Linked DNA regions of Mus musculus: all the other regions are linked to region 2. The links are chromatin contacts, called in public HiChIP or PLAC-seq and promoter capture Hi-C maps. All regions are on one chromosome and are shown on one strand. The core of a region is the stretch at or near the end of the contact, and the rest is flanking DNA. Distances in the headings are between cores, read along the strand shown. Region 1 overlaps Add3 (adducin 3 (gamma)). Region 2 holds the start of Smndc1 (survival motor neuron domain containing 1). Region 3 has its middle 29 kb from the start of Dusp5.

Region 1 (4,380 bases), core at 97-2,596, 230 kb after region 2:
AATTTTTAATTATAAACCAACTAATTTTAAAGTAATTGCACTGCACGAACACTGCTTCCACTATGAATCCATTCTCCGGAACTGAGCACATCTGACCTGCCAGCTGGATGGAGCCCAAGTAAATTTTAGACTGGCACTTGGCAAAATACCCCTTAGACACAAAGCATTTTACATAAAATACCCACTACAAATGCATTCAGAGACTGTCCTGAAAACCAAACAATTGTATCATACACAAATGCATTTATACCTCCTTTAAATGTGCAGTTTCAACTAGATGAGCAGTTTAAATAATACTCCAATCTGTGCACTCTGCATACATCTATTCTGTTATTAGCCTGTTGGCATCTAACACTGGATTAGGAAAGCCTGCCATCTGGTAGTTATAGCAACCCTTCACTAACTTGGTTAGAAGCTGAAGATCATGAGTCACCCAGAAATGCAAACCAAGCTTATTACTATGAATATATCCCAATCTTTTCTTCCAAAATAGCCATTCACCAGAGCTTTTCACTTGGAACAACACCATGCACACAAACATTATATAATTGACCTACAAAAGCAAATCAATTTTACAGGGGTTAAAGGGATGAGTGACTGAATTAGGAAAGTCACTGAGTTCACACTCCCCTCCCCCACCCACAAGGAGGCTACTGCCTCGTTATAAAGCTGAGGGATGAGTGCCACGTTAGTCCCAGTTAGTTTGGCTGCTCAGTTAACTCTTACTTCTCTTAACCATAATATGGATGCTCTATGGTGCATATTCCTTTCCTCTTGATGAAATTTCAGGTAGATGATACTTCAGATAAATAATAAACAATATAAAACAACAACATATGTAGCATAAGAGCATAAGCAACACGCATTTAAACCTGCCATGATCTCAGTCATGGAGGCGAGCGAGGCAGACTAGGCAGACAATTACAGAAGCTGCTCATCTCAGACGCTACAACTCCCTACAGGTACCCAGGTAGGATACTGGGAGACTCAGGAAAACGGGATCCCCACCACCTAGTCGGAAACACACTTCTATACTTCGTACTTCCTGCACTCTGTGCTCCCCACCCCACCTCTCTTCAAAGTCACTCTGAAACCCATGTAGGCCACAAATCCTCAATCCTCCTGCCTCAGCTGGCAAACGCTGAGACTACAGATGCACAGCACTCGTCCTGGCCGTGCTCTGCTCTTTAAACATAACCCTCTCCAGCCCTGAGCTACTTTTCAATATTTCTCTTCCTCCTTGTGTTTTTCCAAAGTCAGTAACAGGTACTTGAACCTAAGTGAGAACAGCAGTTGGGAGCAAAGGCAGCATCCAGCCCTGCACAGCGCGCAGATCACAGTCACAAGCAGTCTAACTTAGCAGCTAACATGCCAGCACTCTGACATTTCCACTTGCTCAGTCTCGGTGCGGCAATGTCAAGGACATTGCCATTAAGACATGGCCTAGGATTAATGCAAGGCTTATCCACTCAGTACACTTATTCTACCCCTTTGTCTTACTTCAACACTGTCTGTAAAGAAGGCTTGCTTGCTTGCTTGCTTGCTTTCTTTCTTCCTTCCTTCCTTCCTTCCTCTCTCTCTTTCTCTCTCTCTTTCTTTTGAGGTAGCTTCTCATTTTTCTTTCTTTTTTTATTAAATATTTTCTTCATTTACATTTCAAATGCTATCTCCAAAGTCCCCTATACCCTTCCCACCCCCACCCCCACCCCACCCCACTCCACTCCACTCCCCAACCCACCCACTCCCACTTCCTGGCCCTGGCATTCTCCTGTAGTGGGGCATATGATCTTTGTAAGACCAAGGGCCTCTCCTCCCATTGATGGCTGACTAGGCCATCTTCTGATACATACGCAGCTAGAGACACAAGCTCTGGGGGTACTGGTTAGTTCATATTGTTGTTCCACCTATAGGGTTACAGACCCCTTCAGCTCCTTGGGTACTTTCTCTAGCTCCTTCATTGGGGGCCCTGTGATCCATCCAATAGACGACTGTGAGCATCCACTTCTGTATTTGCCAGGCACTGGCATAGCCTCACAAGAGACAGCTATATCAGGGTCCTGTCAGCAAAATCTTTCTGGCATATGCAATAGTGTCTGGGTTTGGTGGTTGTATATGGGATGGATCTTATATGGTTGATCTCTGAAGCTTAAGATGTGATATTCCTGGCACTTAGAAGAGACTCTTCCTGTGTTTTCCTGAAAGCGTCTGAAGAGCTTTCAGTGATGTTTCAACATGAGAAGGCCACTCTTTCCCAAGCTTCTGATGTTCCACACTGCTCAAAAGGCTGTCAGTAACCTGAAGTCTCTCTTGAAAACATCCAACTGTAGTGTTCTCACCACAAAAAGTAAGCCGATAGCTGGGTGGTGGGAGACAAGGCAAGAGAATCTCTGTGAGTTCAAGGCCAGCCTGGTCTACAGAGTTAGTTCCAGGTCAGCCAGGGTTATATAGTGAGACCCCCATCTCAAGAAATAAAATAAGTTTTGTTTTAAAACGTGTGTAAAATAGGTAAGGCACATGTAAATAGTTTAGCTGCTCTTTAATACTCTTTTAAAACATGTTATACATGGTCACATAATTTTCCTCAATTAAATTTTTAAAAAGAAAACTTCATTGATGTCTGAGGTACTCACCAGGTACCCAATGGGGTAGCAGGTAGCCTGGAGGAAAGCAATACAAGGATCCTAAGCAGCAGGGAACTTTGAGCAAGAGGCTCCTTTACCTACTGCACGGTGCTTCATACCAGAGCACAGAGAAAATGAAAATATAATGTGTTTTGGGTTTTGGTGATGGTGTTTGTTGTAGCAATATGAACGAAGACAGTAGCTATAAATTTATTTTTGTCACCTGTTTTCAAGAAGGGTGGACAAGACTCAGCAAACACCCATCAGAATAGAACGACCACTTCCTGTTTCTAACCTTACCCTGAGAAAATTACAGAACGAGGCAGTAACAGCAAGTTAAACTCCTCCAAAACAGAAACAGCACTTGTTACACAAGCCAGCCAAACATGTCGGCTGGCGTTCTTGAAGCTAGAGAAACTGAGGAAGCCTTTCCCAGATTTCTGCCAGCTCCCACCTGGAAGGAGCACAGCATGGAGCCTTTCCTTTGTGGGAGCACAAGTGTTCAGCACAAGTATGATGTGGCGCTTTCTAGTAGGTATAGCAATCGTCAACAGGGAGGCCTGCTGTGGAAGGTGATGTGTGCTTACAACACTTGGGAGGTTGCAGTAGCATCATAAGTTCAAGGCTAATTAATCTGTCGTATAGAGTCCCATTTTTAAAGAAAAGCAAAAATAATTGCTTAGTTTACATGAGGTTCAGGGTGCAATGTATGATGAGTGTGCAGGTGAGGCAGGTGGGCAGAGGTTAACTCGAGGATGTCTGTCCTCAATGGCTTATCTGCCTTACTTATTTAATTATCTGTGAGGCAGAGTCTCTCACTGAACTCAGAACTTACTGCTTTGCTTAGGCTGGCTGGTTGATGAGACCCTGGGAACTAACTGACTGACTGACTGTGTCTGTCTGTCTGTCTGACACTTCCCCAGGACTCTGGTTACAAGTCCACAATCTAATTTTAATATACTTTGTTTAATGAAACACTGAAAGTTCACATCTATGTATAATCAATATTAAAAACTGAGAATTTTGTATCCTTTTTCTATAATTAGTCTTTAAAATCTACTGTGTACATAACATTTCAGGTGGCAACGGTCACATGTATGTGGCTACTGGATGCATTTTGACAGTGGAGTGCTGTAATTTGGCAGCATGCAAGTGCCTACTCCGAGGGATCTCTCCTACTTAATAAGATTTGGTCAGACCAGCTTCTAGCAATTTATAATCATTTCACAGCCCTCTTTATGGTACCAAAAGACTCTATTACCTTGAGTACTGCAATCGAACAACAGTATATCAAAAATTGATCCAGTCAGCGATGATAAACACACACAAACATCTCACACACACACACACACACACACACACACACACACACACACACACACACCACACCACACACACACACACACACACACACAGAGCATTGACAACAGTTGCTGGAGCTTAGAAACTGATGAAGGGATATTGACCAATCATGTCAATCAACAGCATTTTTGATTGCTTACGAGTGGAACACATTCCAGTCAGGTTTACCCTATATTCTACAATTCTAAAAGAACATTTTTAGAAAGACCACCTCCTTAAGGAACTTCACTAAAATAATGTTTAGAGAATGAAGGACAAGCCGGGCGTGGTGGCGCACGCCTTTAATCCTAGCACTTGGGAGGCAGAGATAGGCGGATTTCTGAGTTCGAGGCCAGCCTGGTCTACAAAGTGAGATCCAGGAGAGCCAAGACTATACAGAGAAACCCTGTCTCGAAAA
Region 2 (4,675 bases), core at 360-2,859:
AGGCACTTTTTAAATTTCAGTTGATTTTCCTCCCTCTGCCTCTGGTGTACTTGAGACCAAACCTTCAGGGTTCGGACTCCATCTTAGAGAACCTGACCTAAGGTTAAACTCAAGTAAACTAACAGGCCAGTATCTAGCACCAGTTTCCAGGCTACGCCCCCCCCTCCCCCCAACAAGTCCTGTGCCTAACACCAGTTTCCAGGTTACCTCACAACAAAACCTACATCCAACACCAGTTTCCAGGTTATTTCCTAACAAATCTACAACCCTGCGTTTGCACCCCCGGCCCCCAGTTCTCTTGCATCAGAGAGGGTGGTGAGGCCCAAGCTCGAGCTTGAACAAAAGAACCTAGTTCAATTGCATCAGAATCAGCTCCCTGGTGGTTTTTTTTTTGGGGGGGGGCTCATGAACATTTCCTGGCACAACAGAGACTACACACAGGCACCACCATACCCATCTTTTTAATCTTCTAATCCAAAACAGTCCTTACTCCTTTTAATAGCATTGCTTCCTTCTTTGTTGCTGTGATAAAACACCATGACCAAGGCAGCTTAACGATTTTATTTTAGCTTATGGCTCCGGAGTGAGTCTATAATGGCCGGGCAGGGGCAGCAGCAGGCCAAGGACATGATGGCTGAAGTATTTTGTTGTGAGCCGGCATCAAACTGCACATACAGCGCCGAGAGCTCAAATTTAAGTGGTGTGTGTGTCTTTAACCTCTCCAATCTGCACAAGGCAGGGAACACCTCTAAACTACTCCAAATGGCCAAGACGAAGGGAGGTATTTCTCATTAAAATTACATTACTCTTGAATTATTTAAGTCAAAAAAAAATCGCACATTCTGGATGGGTGTTTCTTTCCTCACGGACATTCAACACGTTATGCTTATTATTTCCTTTAAACTCAAAAGGGCTTTGATTATACTTCCTCAGAGGTGACAGTCACTTCATGTTGACTGTCACTCGGTCATAAACATGCATAAAGTAAGGTTGTCTCACAACTAGTGATGCTGAAGTTGATCGCTGGGTGAGCGATTGCCAGCTTTGACTCTAAACATCCTACCTTTCTCTATTTTCTTACATCACATGGCTTTTACCTACCATGGGTGATGCCTAAGCACCTCAAATGGTCACCGTTCCACTTCTATCACTCTATCTTTATTGGCTATATTTATTTTCTAAACAACAAAAAACTTCCCTTCTCTTGACTTCAAGGTCTCGCTCTGTAGCCTTGGCTGGCCTGGAACTCGCTATGCGGGCTCAGACTCAGATCCGCCGCCGCCATCTGCCTCCCTGTGGGACACAAGGCACCCGCCATCACTCCCAGCCCGTTCCCGGTACTAAATCTCATCAGGGCTGGGCAGAAAGGCTCGCGAGTTTACGCCGCAGGGAACCGGAGGACAACACCCACCACAGAGAACCACTCGCTGCCGCTCCCAGCACGAGGCGGAACTGACGTAAAACGAACATGCCCTCTGCCCCCGGCGCGGCCCAGACACGTCACTTCCTGCCCATCAGACCACACCCGCTCCGCCTTCCGAGGCTGCAATCGCAGGCTGCTGAGAGGGCGGCGAGGGTCATGTGACCCGGGCGCCATCTTTTCCACGAGAGTCCGTAGGTCTCGCGAGATCTCGCTCGCCTTGTCTCTCTCTCCTCCTGCCCGAGGCCGGCTTCTCTCCCCTCCCCCTCGCTGGCGGACTTTCTCCTTTTCCGACCGAGGCTCGTCGCGGCGGAAAATCTTTCCCGGCTGCAGCCGCCCCTGACGCCGCTCGCCTCGCCTCGCCTCCCCGACCCCTGCCCGCCGTCCCGACCCCAGCCCCACCCAAGGTAACGAGCCCCTGAGGGAGAGTCAGGCCTCCTCGGGCCTCGGGCTGGAGTGGAGGTGGAGGCGGAGGCCGGAAGCGAGGGCGCCGGCGTCAGAGCTGGGCCCGGCCAGGGCAGTGTGGGGAGGCAGCGGCTCTCGCACCCCCCAGTGGACGGCCCCGGCCTGCGTGGGGGCTTCCGGGACGAGGCGGCGAACGTGGCCGTCTGGGGGAAGCCTCTGTGAGGGTGCGGGGCTCGGCGGTTTCCATGGACGCGGAGGTCTGCGTTCCCTGGTGGGAGATGGTGGACCGGGGCTCCAGCGGGCTCGGGGAAGCCCGCGCGCGGACGGGAAGACTCGGCCGGGGTTCCAGGCTTCCGGTGGGCCGGAATGTCCCGGAGGTGTCCCCCGAGGACCCGTATGTTTGCCCCGCGGCCGCCCAGAGGGGCTTCTGGACCCCTGGCGACGCCGAGCTGCGTTGGGCGAGAGGCGGGTTTCTAGGATGACCTCCGTGTGAAGGAAGAGTGAGCGCTCCGAGCGGTTCCCTCCACCGGAGAGAAAGGCGAGGAAACGCCGAAGGTGTAGTTAACCGAAAACCGCTTCCTCTGACTGGGGGGAAGAACCCGTCCGTGCGAATTTTAATTTCTCTTGATTTTTGACTTTCTCAGCTTTTGAAAAGTATGTCGCAGTCTTTATTGACATACACTGTCTTCCTATGATATATGATACTTAAAGAAGAAGCAGGGTTTTTTTTTTTTTTTCTTTTTTAATAGCATGATTTTTCCGGGGGAACTCTTTCTGTGTAGAATTGACCAGCCGTATCTGCAGTCTTTAGAATTTAATTGCCTTGAAGTTTGTGGATTAGTTAAATATGAATAAAGTTAAAATGGTGATGAACGGAACTTGAATTTTGTAGCAAGAGTGATTTAAATTAGACAGGTCAGAGGAAGTTTTTTTTTTGTTGTTGTTTTTTTGTAATTTGATATTTGACTTGCCTTATGGGCCTTTATTTTCCTCAGATGTCAGAGGATCTAGCAAAACAGTTGGCTAGCTACAAAGCTCAACTCCAGCAAGTAGAAGCTGCCCTTTCTGGAAATGGAGAAAATGAAGATCTATTGAAACTGAAGAAGGATTTGCAAGTAAGTACAGGTGGACACTTGGAGTTGAGGTTGTTTGAGAAGAGGATTTGTCTTTTTCAAAGTATGCATTCAAGACTCGTAGGCACGCAAAGCATCTGAGGAAGGCGCTCCCACGTGTATATGCTTGTTTGTACACAGGTACTGAGGCTTCTCACATTAGCTCCTCTTGGTGTACATCAGAAGGAACAAAACACTCGGTTTTGTAAATCCTGTGTGTACTTACAGGATTTCATGAGAAGAGGCGTTGCAACGGAATAAGCTTTTGTTTTAAAAGACTTGACAAGGAAACTTAGTTCAAAAGGTAACACTATTAAGGGAGGAATATACAATCTGACTAAGATCCTTCTTATGACACAAAATTATCTGAAGATTAAATTCAGCCTTATTTTTCAAAGCTAATGGGGTCTATACTTTTATTAAAACCACATCGTGAGAATGTGTTAGGGAATAACATTCTGTATGGATGTTATAGGTATTTGACTTTAAGGCTGGGCTTTGTAGTTGTTGAGTGAAGTTGAAATAGTGCAAAAGAGATTAGCTTTTTCATGCCAAGTTTAGGAAGAACAAAACATCTAAGGACATGAACTGGGGTTTCAGGACAAATTTACATACCTGTTGCTTCTCAGAACACCAGGTTAAGAAAAGTACCATGGATAACTTGTAAATATCTTACATGGAAACTTTGTTCCTAAGAATGTCCTTCAAGTTCTGAACCCATACTTCAGCAGTTTTCAGGGTGTTTTGATGATTTCTTGCTTATTCTATATCCCATCTAAACAGTCATTCTCTTTATCTTCCTGATGACCATTAATACATTAGATGTTGCCTGCTGTATATGCACGCCTCTAATCCCAGCCCTCAGGACGCAGAGCTAGGCAGAGCTCTTGAGTGCCAGGCCATCCAGGGCTATAGAGTAAGACCTTGTTTCAAAAAGGACACGGACACACAAACACAAGCATTTCCAACTTTTATTTTTGGGCTTAATGCTTTTGGGATTCTGAAAGATCTTACCTGTAATTTAAAATGAGTTGGACATTTTCAAACTTGGGTTCTAGACTTACAATAAAGTATATGTTAAAAACAAAATAATGAAGGATAATTTTACTTTGACTAATACTGTTCTTCAGCCTATGGAGTGCATGTGCCATTCATTAGAGAGGGTTAGGAAACTTTCTCCCACACCCAGATCTTCTGTAAACCATAAGCAATAACCCAGTGTTTGTTTCCTGCCTGCTCATTTGATTTGTTCACCTGGACCATGAGTGGACATGAAGGTGAAGTGACAGAAACACACTAACCTCATCTACCTCTGCCGACTTCAAGTTTGTTTTCTTTGAAGAAGAAAAAAAAGCTGTCTGTGCTTCCTGGGAGTGGGATGAGAGGTCTCTGTAGAAATGGTAGAGGGGGAGTTGGGAGCCTAGTTTCAAACAATATTACTATCAGGTCTTTCTAAACATTTCCAGCGTAAATTATCTGTGGAGTATGGAGTTAGCTATCTTGATATGTAATCTATAATTGAAAGTATGATAGGGAGAAACCCTTATGGTAGACAGTTTTTACCTAAAAGGCTTACCTGGGCCTCAGTTAATAATGATCTGGAGGCCGGAGGTAAAACTACTTAGCATACACAAGGCCCTATAATTCAATTCCCAGCACTGAAAAATAAAGTCAACAAAACACAAAAACGCAAATCAGGTGGAGGTAGTAGGCAAATCTCTATGTGTTTGAGGCCAAC
Region 3 (4,246 bases), core at 1,373-3,872, 170 kb before region 2:
TTATGCGTTTGGGCACTGTTGTGATGTTTACAGGGGAGAGGTAAATGTCATACGCTCTTTGCCCTAAGACCCCTCCACACTCAAAGATGGAACAGCGTTCATATTTCTTATAAATAGGTCACTACAAGGATGAACTGCACATGGATGCTGGGCTATGGGTCCGGCTTTCTGCTAGGACTGCAACTGTATGGGAACACTTCCTGGCTGCATGTTGTCTGAAACTGACTTAACCTCTCCTGGATAGGAATGATAGCTAGTGGCTCCCCTCACCCCGTTGTTGGAAGGTGACAGATGGCTGTGTGATCTGAACTCAGCCTTCATGGAGAGCCCATAGGCTTCCTGACAGCGTTGGTTGTGTCTGCTTTCACTCCTTCCCTCTGTCCATCACCCCAGAAATACTTTTATTTTTTAAAAAAAGAACAAGAACAAATTGTTCTGTTGTTGTTTTTTTTTTAAAAGACTTTTTAAAAAATTATTTATATGAGTACACTGCAGCCGTCTTCAGACACACACCAGAGAGGGCATCAGATCCCATTACAGATGGTTGTGAGCCACCATGTAGTTGCTGGGAATTGAACTCAGGACCTCTGGAAGAGCTGTCAGTGCTCTGAAACACTGAGCCATCTCTCCAGCCCCAGAAACAGTTTTTTGTTTGTTTTTTTTGGGCTTTTGGTTTTGGTTTTTTGTTTTTGTTTTTTGTTTTTTGTTTTTTGTTTTTTGTTTTTTTGAGACAGAATTTCTCAGTGTAGCCCTGGCAACTCTGGAATTCACTCTGTAGACCAGGTTATCCTTGAACTCAAAATTTGCTTAAAAGCATATGCTACCACTGCCTGACTCCAGAAACAGTACTTTTAACTGGAATGTGGTCCCTGCCAGGAGAATTGGCAGCAAACTCGTGAAGTTTAGCTGAGGATGGTAGTTTAGCCTGGTCATAATAGTTCATGCCTATAATGGTCATAATGGTTCATGCCTATAATTTTAACACTAGGGAGCCTGAGGCAGGAGGATTGTGAGTTCAAAGTGAGACAGGGCTACCCAGGGAAACCTTTATTTAAAATGGGGGATGGCAGTAGCTTAAAATGAAGAGCGTGAAAAGGAATTTCAGGAGCTGGGGAAATAACAGAACTTGGATTTGGGGTGCTTTCTACATCATTGAAAACAATAACTCTTGGAAACTTCAGTCAGGGGCAGGAGAGATGGGCAGGTGCACACTTGTTCACGAAGAAGACCTGGGTTCTATTCCAAGCATCCACATGGTGGTTTACAGCCATCCATAACTCCAGTTCCAGGGCATTCGAAGTTCTCTTCTGACAGTATGTATGACAGCACACTCACATACACGCCAGCAAAACATTCATGAATAATAATAACAATAACAACAACAGCAATAATAATAATAAATGCCAGCTTGATGGTGGTGTCACATGGCTTTAATCCTAGCATTTTGAGTCAGAGGTAGACAGATCTCTGTGAGTTCGAGCCCAGGTCTACAGAGCAAGTTCCAGGACAGCCAAGGCTACATAGAGAAACCCTGTCTAGAAAAAAACAAACAAACAAAAAAAAACCAAAACCCAGCTTCCAGTTCACTGTCCTTATTTAGTCGTTTTTCTTATAATTCCACGTAGAACAATCAATCCACTTTCGGGAGCCGTGGTACCCACTATAAAAGGAGGAAGATGGAGATTAGGGTCCCAGAGCCCTTTGAGTTTCTGACTCCTATGAATTTGGAAGGTGTGTATGGGAAAGACTGATACCCCAACTCCGACCCCAACTTGTTAGCATTCTGTCTAAACTCCATCTCACAGTCATCTGGCAACAGCCAGGTATGCTCCTCCCCACAGTTACCTGGCAACAGCGGGGGGTAGGCGACCCACTATAAAAGGCGCTGCCCCCCTCCTCTTTCCCTTGCTCTCATGCTCCCCCCTCTCTCCCCATTCCCTTCCCCCCTCTCTCTCCACGTGCTCATGGCCGACCTCTGTTTTTCTCCTCTACGCCCCCCACCCCTGCCTTTCTCTGCCTCCACTACCCTCTTAACTCTCCTCCCCACGCCCTAAATAAACTCTATTCTGTACTATACCGTGTGGCTGGTCCCACGGGGGGAAGAGTTGACTCCGCATGGGCCCGCTGAGACATCCCCTTCCCCATACCTCACCACACCCCTATAGAACATATCTTATATCGCTTTATCCTTTTATAAACACGCCACAACTCCCGTGCCCTCTCAACCATAGCCACCAGGACTTCTACTCTAGGAGCTACAGGGACAAGTCCACGTGGATTAGGAGGGGACTCCTTGAGAGTGCCTGCCTGGAGACTGGGGGTGCTAGGATGGGGGTGGAATGCTCCTTCCTGCAGCATCTGAACCCCGGGGCAAGGCTAGGGACGTCCCCTGCATGGAACCCAGGAGGAGCATGTGGCACAATCACCAGCCCGGGAATGCAGCTCAGGCAGTTCCCACGGGCTCCCTGCTCAGGGTGGGACCCCTTGCTTTGGCGGGGCCATTGGAATCACACCTGGCAAAATATTAATTACTGTTGCTTCCAAGGTCCCACCAGTCACAGCGGTGGCAGGCCCTGCCCAGGAAGTCCAAATAATCGGCATCGCTGGTATTTTAGTCACCCCTGTGGGGAGTTGGGTCACCTGACTCCACAGCTGCTCCTAGGCAGTCTCTGGCAGAACCACTTCCCGGAACCCTGCGGAAAGCAGGGGGCCTAGGCGGGGCGCGTTGGATTGGGGACGTGGAAGACTTGGGGGAAAACTTGCCATCTAGACGCCCCCTCTTTAATCCTAGCAGCCATACTTTATTTTACCAAAACAGGTTGAGAAATCTAAGAAAATTGCCCGAAGTCCCAAGCTGGCAAGAGACAAGGCTGGGACACTTTCCACTAATGGCAGGTAATTTCACAGGCCGGAAAAACCACTCCAGCCTAATCAGCGGTTGAGCATATTGAGAACGTGAGAAAGCAGTGGGCAGAAGAGTGGAATAGGGATGACACTAGACCTGTGTACACGCCCTCTTCTGGTGGCATGGAAAGGACCCCTGGAAGAGAGAGGGTGGGGGAAGAAGGGAAAGGAGGTGGGGAGGGTCACCTTACATTCCCCTCCTACCCTCTCTGAATTGTGGGAATTGAAGCAGACAGCTTCCCCAAAGCCCATTGAGATAAACTTCATTAGCAGCGTTAAAATGTCAATGAGTTAACCATTAGCATTCCAAATAATAATTCCAGATTCCGAAGTGGTTTTTGTTAAAGGATGTTCATAATTTATAAACACACGCCACTCTGTGAGCCTCCTAAATCCAGCTGTTAAGAAGGGTGATTGTCGGGCTGGTGAGATGGCTCAGTGGGTAAGAGCACCCGACTGCTCTTCCGAAGGTACGGAGTTCAAATCCCCGCAACCACATGGTGGCTCACAACCATCTGTAACAAGATCTGATGCCCTCTTCTGGAGTGTCTGAAGACAGCTACAGTGTACTTACATATAATAAATAAATCTTTAAAAAAAAAAAAAAAAAAAAAAGAAGGGTGATTGTCGATTGTTAATAACAGCACAAGGTAGGGCACACAGCTATGTACACAGACCCTAACAGCTGTTCACAGGAACTTAAAAGAAAGGGGAGAGAATGAGGGAGGAGGGGAAGGAGGAGGAGAGAGAAGAGGGGAGGGGGGAAGGTGAGAGGGAGGAGGAATCAAGGAAGGGCTACATCTAATGCATAGAAACCAGACTGACTGGAAACATTCAATACTGACAGTGGGTGTCTGTGGGTAGAAATTGTTTTTTTTTTTGTTTTTTTCTTTTTTTCCTTTCGTTTTCTGGGACAGGATTTCTCTGTGCAGCCCTGACAGTTCTGGAACACTCTCTGTAGACTAGCTCCTTGAGTGCTAGGCTGGTATCAAAGGCAGGCACTGCCACCATTTAGAATGAAAACTACCTGTACCTTATTTGAAAGAGAAGCGTGTCACACTCGTGTCATACACCAGTGGCCAAGAGCCCCTTGCCGGCATCTACTGACCATCTGGCACTGTGCAAACCTCTCTCCTTAGATTTCTTTTACATCTCCACAGCATCACTGAGGTGCCATGGTAGAGGACCCAAAGCCCCATCCAACAGGCAGGACTTTGTTCTGGATAACAGGTTCCCCTCCCCCAGCCCTACCCCCAGACCCCTACCCTCCAAGGCCAAGGGCAACGCAGCAGCCTTCAAGCCTAGTGCAGCAGATCTGGGTGCAGACCAAAGATAAGCAAGC

The links. Promoter capture Hi-C pulls out the DNA fragments that hold promoters and counts their contacts. HiChIP or PLAC-seq counts read pairs in DNA pulled down with a chosen protein or histone mark.
Region 1: a contact with region 2 is called in a promoter capture Hi-C map of hematopoietic stem and progenitor cells. The contact joins the enhancer-like site here to the promoter of Smndc1 in region 2. A contact is called at or near these places in 4 of 39 promoter capture datasets (the C10 cell line, cranial neural crest, hematopoietic stem and progenitor cells and 1 more), 3 of 115 datasets of contacts at active chromatin or transcription factors (effector CD8 T cells, microglia and pancreatic cancer cells) and 2 of 9 other capture datasets (adipose tissue and liver).
Region 3: an H3K27ac HiChIP or PLAC-seq map of embryonic stem cells shows a contact between it and region 2, with 35 read pairs. The contact joins the enhancer-like site here to the promoter of Smndc1 in region 2. A contact is called at or near these places in 11 of 39 promoter capture datasets (the C10 cell line, the HPC-7 cell line, HPC-7-derived erythroid cells and 9 more), 2 of 15 datasets of contacts at CTCF or cohesin (CD8 T cells and large pre-B cells), 31 of 484 Hi-C or Micro-C datasets (the 3T3-L1 cell line, the Ba/F3 cell line, CD8 T cells and 20 more), 37 of 115 datasets of contacts at active chromatin or transcription factors (the 230-238 cell line, CD8 T cells, the HPC-7 cell line and 25 more) and 3 of 9 other capture datasets (adipose tissue, bone marrow-derived macrophages and liver).

What each region holds. Positions count from the first base shown.
Region 1 is chr19:53,161,782-53,166,161 of GRCm38.p6, reverse strand. The region is part of intron 1 of Add3 (adducin 3 (gamma)); the gene reads right to left. Among named protein-coding and RNA genes, the nearest start is that of Add3, 21 kb to the right of the region's middle. Within about 2 kb of position 1,346, at least 73 of the 459 cell types and tissues checked have an H3K27ac peak or open chromatin away from gene starts, as enhancers often do. A contact at or near this core is called in hematopoietic stem and progenitor cells and microglia, where this site is marked.
Region 2 is chr19:53,387,568-53,392,242 of GRCm38.p6, reverse strand. It overlaps Smndc1 (survival motor neuron domain containing 1), which reads left to right and starts at 1,609. Exons shown (of 6, transcript NM_172429.3): 1 at 1,609-1,827; 2 at 2,821-2,940. The coding sequence starts at 2,821.
Region 3 is chr19:53,555,812-53,560,057 of GRCm38.p6, reverse strand. No RefSeq gene overlaps it. Among named protein-coding and RNA genes, the nearest start is that of Dusp5, 29 kb to the right of the region's middle. Within about 2 kb of position 2,622, at least 89 of the 459 cell types and tissues checked have an H3K27ac peak or open chromatin away from gene starts, as enhancers often do. A contact at or near this core is called in CD8 T cells, Th1 cells, acute myeloid leukemia and 9 more, where this site is marked.